3 separate regions of the Mus musculus genome follow, and all the other regions are linked to region 1. The links are chromatin contacts, called in public Hi-C maps. All regions are on one chromosome and are shown on one strand. The core of a region is the stretch at or near the end of the contact, and the rest is flanking DNA. Distances in the headings are between cores, read along the strand shown.

Region 1 (2,770 bases), core at 81-2,580:
GGCTTAGCTATTGACATAAGGCCAGCTGTACACTGCCTGGACAATGGGGACAATCCTGCCAGCTCTGCTCCTGCCTGTCACAGTTGTCATGTCCTGTTGAGGTGACACAGCCCTCCAAGACTTTTCTTGTCTCTGTTTCTCTTTTAAGCACTCAAATATCAGCTTTACTCTGACCATAGACCTCAGGGAAGGCCAGCAAACAGAACCTGGATCCTTCCAGATTGCCGGGTTGCTCAGTCATGATTACCATAGCTTTCATGTGGTTTGAATGATTACACCAAGATTCATGTGGTGGGAACCTGGTGCCAAGTGCGGTGGAATTGAGACTGTGGGACCTTTAAGAGGGGCAGCCATGACTAATGATGTCACAACTACTAACCCTGTTGAGTAACATTCATGATGGCTCTTCCCTCTGAAAGAATTGTATGTCCCTCAAGACTCATTAGTTGTCATGGGGACAAATTACTGTGAAGAGGAAGCTGACTTTTGCATCCCTCTGGCTTTCTGTCTGGTCATGTGATCATTCCCTCTTGTCCCATCTTCCTTATCATGTTGAGGTGGAGCCAGAAATCTCTCACCAGAGCCAAGCAGACACCAGGGCCACATACTTGAGCACCAGAACCAAAAGCCAAGTAAGTGCCCTTTTTTTCCTTATATAGTTGCAAGCCTCAAATTTTTGGTATAGCAACGAGAAACAGACTAATCTATTTTCAGCTGAATCATTTATAACATGAGCCCTCCAGCCCTACGTGTTCTGAGTTCTAGCCTCCCAGAAGCCTCCAAATCCCAGGAACAAAAGACACCACTGACCCAGATCAGCCATTGATAACATCTGTCCACCGTGCACGTGCAAACAGGCATTTGCAAAGAAACTTATTCAGCAGCTACTCATCCAGACCCTGGGCCTGGATCTTCCCGAAATGGCATAGTCAAGGTTTGTAAAGCAAGTCATTTGAAAGGTGATTCGCTTGGAAAATGCATTTTTAAATGGGATGGTGCTGTTCAGGCTCCAGTCTCGGTGACCTCAGGGATGCACGCACGCAGTCTGAACAGTGCACAATTGTAACTGTTCCATCAGGCAGGGGGTACTCTAGGAAGAAATGCCTGTACTATCAGACTATTGAAACAGGTTGAAGCTTGCTCCAACCGCTGGACTTTTCCTGGGAATCCCATGCTGAGGCAAAAAAAAAAAAAAAAAAAAAAAAAAAAAAAAAAGGTTGAAGCTTGGTGTTGATTAGAGGAGGAACTTGCCTTGCCTCCCAGGAAGAGACGTCCCACAGTTCTGATCTCTCGCCAGAACACTTTGAGGAAGGACTGAACTAACTGGAGCTGTGTCAGGGATGGGCTGATCCTGGGCAGGACCACACCCTGACCTGACTGCTTAGCTATGCATGCCTCTTGCATTCTATTTAAGCCTAAGCTTCCTGTCGAGACTCTGGCGATAGACTGGGGGTAACTTCTTCCTTCTTCCTGACAGGATCATATGAACCCCCCGCCCCGCTTCTCTGCCTTTCACTATTACTACTCTCTTTGACTGGTACGACAGGTCGGGTGGTTGAGCCTGCCTTGTAGCTGCCAGGGTGTAGGCTCTGACCCACACAGCTCTAGTGACATGGTACAGATAAGTGACTGCTATTCCACTTTGGAATGTCAAGTGTGACCCCTGAAGGTCTTGCCCTTGTAAAAGGAAGGGATTGGCTGATGTCGCCAGGTCAGATGCTCTGAGAGGAGGGTGCCTAGCTCTTGGCCCTGCATAGATTTGGTTTTGGTTTTATTGATCCATAACAGGACAGATACTGTCACTCATCTGTCTTGGTCTCCGAGGTCAGCAGTTGAGGGTTGGAGTTAGGTGTAGTCTGTTTAAAACACTATTGTTAATTCATCCTGTCAGACAGCATTATAACCAGGACTGATAGCAAAACATGTCCTCCTTCCCTGTTCCACCGGGTCAGCCTGGCACGGGAGCTGTGTGCTTACTTGCTGGTGACCCTCCTCTGAGAAGGAAAGTGACTTGGCCAAGGTCACACAGCCTAGAGGCTCATGAGTCAGACGTTTTAGACCTGACTCTCCACTCACTCCATTGTGTCTTAGATGTCAGCCAGGGCCACACGACACGTGAAGTACCTCCATTAACTCGTTTTTCTAGATTATTGTTCTCCACGCCCTTGTAGCTGCTGATTCTGCACGAAGGCTCCGGGCTCACAGGAAGTAGAGACAGCCAGACTGTAAGAGAGTACTATGGACTGTCCATTAATCATGTGGCACAGAACCTTCCCTGACTTTAAAAGGTATAAGAAGTTACTCTCTCCCCACCACTTAGACTTGCTTTGTCCTCTGAGTCCCTGCCCAGGATGCTGTCTGTCTGACCATCCATGGCATTAATAATCTTTTAATACATCTCTTATTCAAATAGCAATCTACTTCAGTATTCCCCTTAGACTCTAAACCCCCAAACCTTTTGAAATCCCTTTAAAATAAACAATAGAAAACTGGGCAAAGGGGGTGACTGCCCATCCCGGCACTCAGGAAGTGGGGGGGGGGGCGCGGTAGGATCAGGAGTTCAAGGTTATCGTCAACATCTTGAGATCAGGACTAGCCTGGGATGCATCCGGTCCTGTCTCAAACTACTCCTTGATCTCCCCTGCGCACATATGCATCTGTGATGGTTTTAACTGAGCCATCAAGCGGCAGGTTGAAATGAGCCAGGCAGTTAGTAACTACTCAATGCTAGAGATTTTACAGTGTGCAGAGGCAGGTTTGTATCTGACGA
Region 2 (2,851 bases), core at 296-2,795, 280 kb before region 1:
CTCAACACTGGACTGCAGAGGCAAGGAGACATGGGGTTGGGAGACGGCTCAGCCAGCAACAAGGAGGAAGGTCAGAATTCAACCCCCAGAACTCATATCAAAATTAAAAAGCTGGCTGAGGTAGAGTTTGCAACTCTAGTACTGGGGATGGAAAAACGTGGAGAGCCTTGAGCTTCTGGGTCGGGGTGCTACCCTGTCTCAACACACAAGGTGGGTGCTAGTGTGACAGCTCAGTGGGTAAAGGCACTTGCCATCAAACCTTGTAAGACCATCTGGTGGAAGGAGAGAACCAAGTCCCACACATTGTTCTCTGTCACATCCATGCTATAGCATGTACAGACAGACAGACAGACAGACGGACACACTAAAATAAAAAGACCCCATGGATGATGCCTGAGAACTGACATTGACCTCTGACCTCTATGTGCCCATATGCATGTGCGCATAAGCATCCACACACACATACACCTATGTACATGGACACACACACACACACACACACACACACGCGCACACACACACAGACAAAGGAAGAAAGAGGAGAAGACCCTACAGAGCTGGCTGGCGCTTCCCTGGGAAAAGGGACCTGGTGTGTTTGAAGCCTTACCCTGAAGATGATTAACTAGACATCTGCCCAGAAAGGTCAAGGAAAGGAGGTCAGGGAAGTCCTGACTCTCACCCCTGTCACAAATGTGTCTCTCACCTGTATGTCACAAAGTTGATGTTTCTTTTCTCCACTCAAGGAGGGCTGAGGTGGTTTGGTTAAGTACCTTAAAAGATCCCATGTTGGAACCATGATCCCATATTTATATATTCACAGTGCTTGGGGATGCGACTTTGGGAAGTGACAAGGGTCAGATGGGGTCACAGGATCAACTAGGACTTTATCAGCAGGGGAGAGGGACTTGAACTTGGCCCGAGTTCTGCATCATGAGCAATACCTGATGCATTTGGAAGACTTCACCAGATGCCAGAACTATGCTCCTGACACCTCACATCCAGAACTTCAGGCAAGCAGACCTCTAGTCTTCACAGACATCCAGCTTTGGGTATTTTGTGTTGGCATTGGAAACAGATTTAAGATGGATATTGGCTGTAGCGCATGGGTGAGCTTTGCAAATCACAGTCGGAACGGATGTGAGGAGTGAGTGAGCACTCTCTGGCTTTCCTCTGACTCTAGGTCACTTGCAAGCTTTCCTGTGGGCTCGCTCACCTGACTTGTCCCATGCTTTCACTTGTGACATGGAACTGACACTGGCTCCCACTTGTCACATGCTCATAGTGAGCTTCAAGCTTTCCAGTCTCTCTGCCCTGCCTTCCACAGCCTGACTGTGAACTGGCTAATGTCCCTCTTCCACTTTCCCTGTAGGGACAGACAGTCAGCCTTGCAGGAGCAAACAAACTCTTCGAGTTCTGTCGTTGCTGTCAGGAGACAAAACTACAACAAAAACTCTTAGTATTTAGTGATTTCTTAGTAATATGTAGATCTTAGCAGGCGTTTTCTTAGAATCGGGCAAACCAAGTTCGACTGAGTGTCAGTGTTCCAATTGGCTAAGATGAGGAAGTTGCTTTTCTAGACAGAAAAGGGTAGAGAGAGAAAAGGCATGGAGCAATAATGAATTGGTGGGGAAAGTTACTTTCCTGTGGTGTGAAAGCAGGTGGAAGTTTCTTCTTCTCCTTCCCCTGCCAAACCACCCTCCCGACCCCCACCTCACTACACTGAGTCATTTTTTATTTTGTTTTAAACTGACTCCTTCCATACTTGCTTGAGATTGTGATACTTGGCTGGAGGAGTCCGTTCTTGTCTGTGCTGATGTGCTGGAGCCTTGTGCTGGTCTGCCACAGTAGGTGCTTGTATTTCAAGCTAAGTGATGTAGAAGGGAGATACCAAGCCAGGCCTATGTGTGTGACAGGCAGAGTCCCACCTACCTCTGCATGCTGTCTGCTCAAGTCCCAGTTCTGGAATCAGGTAGAAATGATGAGTCATGGGTGGATGCTGAGGTCAGAGGCTTGGGGAATAGGGGTGGGGGGGGGGAGGGTTTCCTGGTCCAGCCCTGGGGATAAGTCAGGTGAGCAAGCCCACAGGAAAGCCTGCGAGTGACCTAGAATCCAGACAAAGCCAGAGAGTGCTCACTCACTCTTCACATCCGCTTGGACTGTGATTCACAAAGCTCACTCATGCGCTATAGCTAATGTCTATCTTAAGTCTGTTTCCCAATGCCATCACAAAATACCCAAAGCTGGATGTCTGTGAAGACTAGAGGTCTGCTTGCCTGAAGCTCTGGAGGTGAGGTGTCAGGAACGTGGTTCTGGCATCTGGTGAAGCCGTCCAGCTGCTCATGAAGCAGAACATGGGCCAAGTTCAAGTCCCTCTCCCCTTCTGATCATGTGTGCGATCTCTAAGGATCTATTCTCATCAACATGGCCACCTAACAATGTCTGAAGAGCCTCCAACAAGTGTGAGGACTTCCCAGTGTATTGAGTTTTGACAAGGAGACCCCAGCATCTAACATCCATGTCTACATACTATCTGTCCATTTATCCATCCAGTCTGTCCATTCATCCACATCCACACATCTACCCATCCACCCTCCCACCCAACCATCTATCCACTCATCCTTCCCATCTATTCACCCCTCCATCCAACTACCCATCTACACACCACCAGTCCTAACTTTAATCCCAACCCTAATCCTATTTGGACATGCCTGGGGTTGATGCTGCAGCCTAAGGGAAGATTGCCTGTTCAGGGGTGGGCAAAGGGGATTCAGAGGGTCTATAGGTGGCCCATCTCAGTGGCTTAGTCTTGTCTAATGTCAAGTCTCAGGAGCTATGATGGAATGTAAGTGGC
Region 3 (2,905 bases), core at 363-2,862, 300 kb before region 1:
TTTGACACAGCAGGCTACAGCACAGACATCTACCTGTCTCCTGTGCACACTGGGCCCCACGCTCATCTTCTTCCCTTAGAACAGCACTGAGACTAAGAGAAAGGCTGGAGTTATGGCTTTGTCTGGACATCTGGAAAACAATGTTAAATATTGACATTTGGTCTGCAGGGGACTGTACACTTGTCTTGGGTGGCCTCAATTACTGAGTGACTAGGTTCATTAGAGTAACACAAACACATACATACACACACACACACACACCACATATGTATACACACATACACCATACACATATGCACACACACTACACACATATATACATATGTACATATACACACACACACACATATATACACATACACCATACACACATACACATACCACACACACACACACACACACACACACACACACACATACACACACAGAAACACACACCCACCTCACACTGTCTATGGAGAAATTACTTTATCTACCTGCTCTGCTATTTGTGCTGTGTTGGTGAAAGATTAAAAAAATGTGCAGGGACTGGAGAGATGGCTCAGTGGTTAAGAGCACTGACTGCTCTTCCAGAGGTCCTGAGTTCAATTCCCAGCAACCACATGGTGGCTCACAACCATCTGTAACGGGATCTGATGCCCTTCTTCTGGTGTGTCTGAAGACAGCGACAGTGTACTCACATACATAAAATAAATAAATCTTTTTTTTTAAAATGTACACTCTAAATTTGTGTGTGAATCTGAGGAGCAAGAAGGCTTTGCTGTGAAGAGCTCAGTGTCAGCTGAAGAAGCACAGAGGACAAAGGCATTCCATGGTCACACTAGGGTCATTAGACTCCTGGGACTGGTGTTTGCTCGTGTACTGTGAGTGTGTGCCCCGGAGCAGTGGGAGCGTTTGGTCACATGTGGGAAGTATTCATATGTGGTGAGTGTGTGCTCACATGCAGTACAAATTTTCAAGTTCTTATGCGGTGGGAGTGTGTGCATTCACGTGTAATACACATGTGGCATGAGCCGCATGTTCATACTTGATGTATGTGTGTGTTTGACCAGTTCACATGTGGTGAGAGTTCATTCATAGCGAGAGTGTGTATACAGGTGGTAGGAGTGTGCGCTCACACACATGGCATGAGTGCCGAGTTCCTATGTGGAGTGAGTGGTGTGTTCACACCCAGTGGGAGGGTGTTCACACATGGTGTTGAGTTTCATGTTCTTTCTTTGCCTTTTCCTTTGTGGGCCTCGGCTTATCTGCACAGTGGCATCCTTGCGGCTGCCAGTCGGTGTGGCTCTGCATATGGGTTGTGGGTGGGAGTAGTCGGTCCCCAAACCCTGGTTCTCTGTCTCCTTTCATGTTTTCTCCTCCCTATATCTGTGGGTCTAGTGAAGAGAGATTGAAAGCCAGCTATGGCACCCACCTATAATCCCAGCACGGAAGAAACTGAGGCAGTGGGATCATGAGTTGGGAATATTGTTTCATAAACAAAACAAAAAAACCAAAAGCAAACCAAACGTCTGCCAGCCCCAGAGGCTTTGAGCAGCTGTGTGGAGTAGGTCCCTCCTACCCAAGCTAGGAGAGGGAGAAGCTGTTGCCACACTGAGTCACTGAGGCCTGTGTTGTTTCCACAGGAAGTGAGTTCCTCCGGCTCTTATGTTTATGGACACCTTGGGGACAGGCACACTGCTTAGTTTCTCTTGTCTTTGCAGAGTCTGGCTGGTGACAGACACATCTCCAGCTACGGGTTTTATGGGAGTATATGCATGAGATATAAATACACGGTCACGGGCCAACAGGAAGTTGTGAAGTTTTTCTTATAACAGAAGAAAGAGCTGAGATTAAACTCCGACATCAGCTCAGCACTTGTAGGTAAATACACGAATAAAATTGAGACATGGAGAAGCTCAAAACTGCACATGTACTTAATTTTTAGCCTTAGCCGCGGGTCAGTCTGCTGAATCCCCATTCAGATTGCCTTAAGGAGAGTTAGCAGCTACAAATGTTCAGATGTGATCAACAGATTAGCAGGCTCTTGAGAAGTTATCCCCAAACCCTTTATAGATGGAATTCAAAAGTGTGCTGGGCATCTATTTTCAGCCCCAAGAGATAGCTTGGATGCCTTTCTATCCGGTGTACTGAGTTTGATTTAAAGGTTTGACTGAGAAAACACCATGCCACAGATGCTTAAGTCTGCACATAATGGGATGGGCACCCAGCCATCGCCGGCCACATTTCAACTCTGGATGTTCAAGAGATGACGTGGTAGAGCGGCTTTCAGGAGTTAAAGCTTTCTTCTGAGCCTCTGACATGTCAGACTGCGGATTCCAAGTTTATGGCTGTGTTTGCTAATGTCTTCTGCGAAAGACGAATTCCTTTCCCAGACATGAGAATGCTTGGCTGAGGAGCACGGCCTGGTGGGGGAGACTTGTTTTGCTCGGACCTTGGATGGTGGAGGCTGTGGTTGTGTCTGTGGTGAAGAGGTTGTATTGCCTCGGGTTTCCTCCTCTCCTTCCCTTCCTAGACCTGGAGTCATAAAACCAAGGTAAACAGGAGCAGAAGACTCTTCAGCTTAGGCAGGGATACCTTCAATGCTATGACTGTCTTCAAGTTGTGAGATGGGGTTCTGTTTCCTCTCTGACTTGCACAAGCTCAAGACACAGAAAAGATTAGCCTCTGGTTGGTACACAACTCTCTGTGGCTCACATGAGTGATAGTTTCTTTTATTAAAATCCTGCCCACTGGGCAGGCTGAGGCGTCTGACTGTAGGGTACAGATGTCTGGACTGTAGCTCTTATAGAACAGAAGAAAGAGATGTGAGTGGTGTTATTCGGGAAGAGGATGCAGAGAAAAAGAGCCCACTTCCTTTAGACTCAGCAAAGCACCGCTATTCTTAGTCCATTTGTAACAGAAT

The links. A called contact is a pair of places that touch in the nucleus more often than the background predicts.
Region 2: a contact with region 1 is called in a Hi-C map of bone marrow-derived macrophages, with 23 read pairs. The contact joins two enhancer-like sites. A contact is called at or near these places in 7 of 484 Hi-C or Micro-C datasets (the HL-1 cell line, bone marrow-derived macrophages, embryonic stem cells and 2 more), 7 of 115 datasets of contacts at active chromatin or transcription factors (differentiating embryonic stem cells, embryonic basal ganglia, embryonic forebrain and 2 more) and 1 of 9 other capture datasets (embryonic trunk).
Region 3: a contact with region 1 is called in a Hi-C map of bone marrow-derived macrophages, with 28 read pairs. The contact joins two enhancer-like sites. A contact is called at or near these places in 4 of 484 Hi-C or Micro-C datasets (the HL-1 cell line, bone marrow-derived macrophages, nephron progenitors and 1 more) and 3 of 115 datasets of contacts at active chromatin or transcription factors (double positive thymocytes and embryonic stem cells).

The regions. Positions count from the first base shown.
Region 1 is chr13:52,188,386-52,191,155 of GRCm38.p6, forward strand. No RefSeq gene overlaps it. Among named protein-coding and RNA genes, the nearest start is that of Gm33041, 33 kb to the right of the region's middle. Within about 2 kb of position 1,331, at least 64 of the 459 cell types and tissues checked have an H3K27ac peak or open chromatin away from gene starts, as enhancers often do. A contact at or near this core is called in bone marrow-derived macrophages, where this site is marked.
Region 2 is chr13:51,907,111-51,909,961 of GRCm38.p6, forward strand. No RefSeq gene overlaps it. Among named protein-coding and RNA genes, the nearest start is that of Gadd45g, 62 kb to the left of the region's middle. Within about 2 kb of position 1,546, at least 19 of the 459 cell types and tissues checked have an H3K27ac peak or open chromatin away from gene starts, as enhancers often do. A contact at or near this core is called in bone marrow-derived macrophages, where this site is marked.
Region 3 is chr13:51,884,664-51,887,568 of GRCm38.p6, forward strand. No RefSeq gene overlaps it. Among named protein-coding and RNA genes, the nearest start is that of Gadd45g, 39 kb to the left of the region's middle. Within about 2 kb of position 1,613, at least 95 of the 459 cell types and tissues checked have an H3K27ac peak or open chromatin away from gene starts, as enhancers often do. A contact at or near this core is called in bone marrow-derived macrophages, where this site is marked.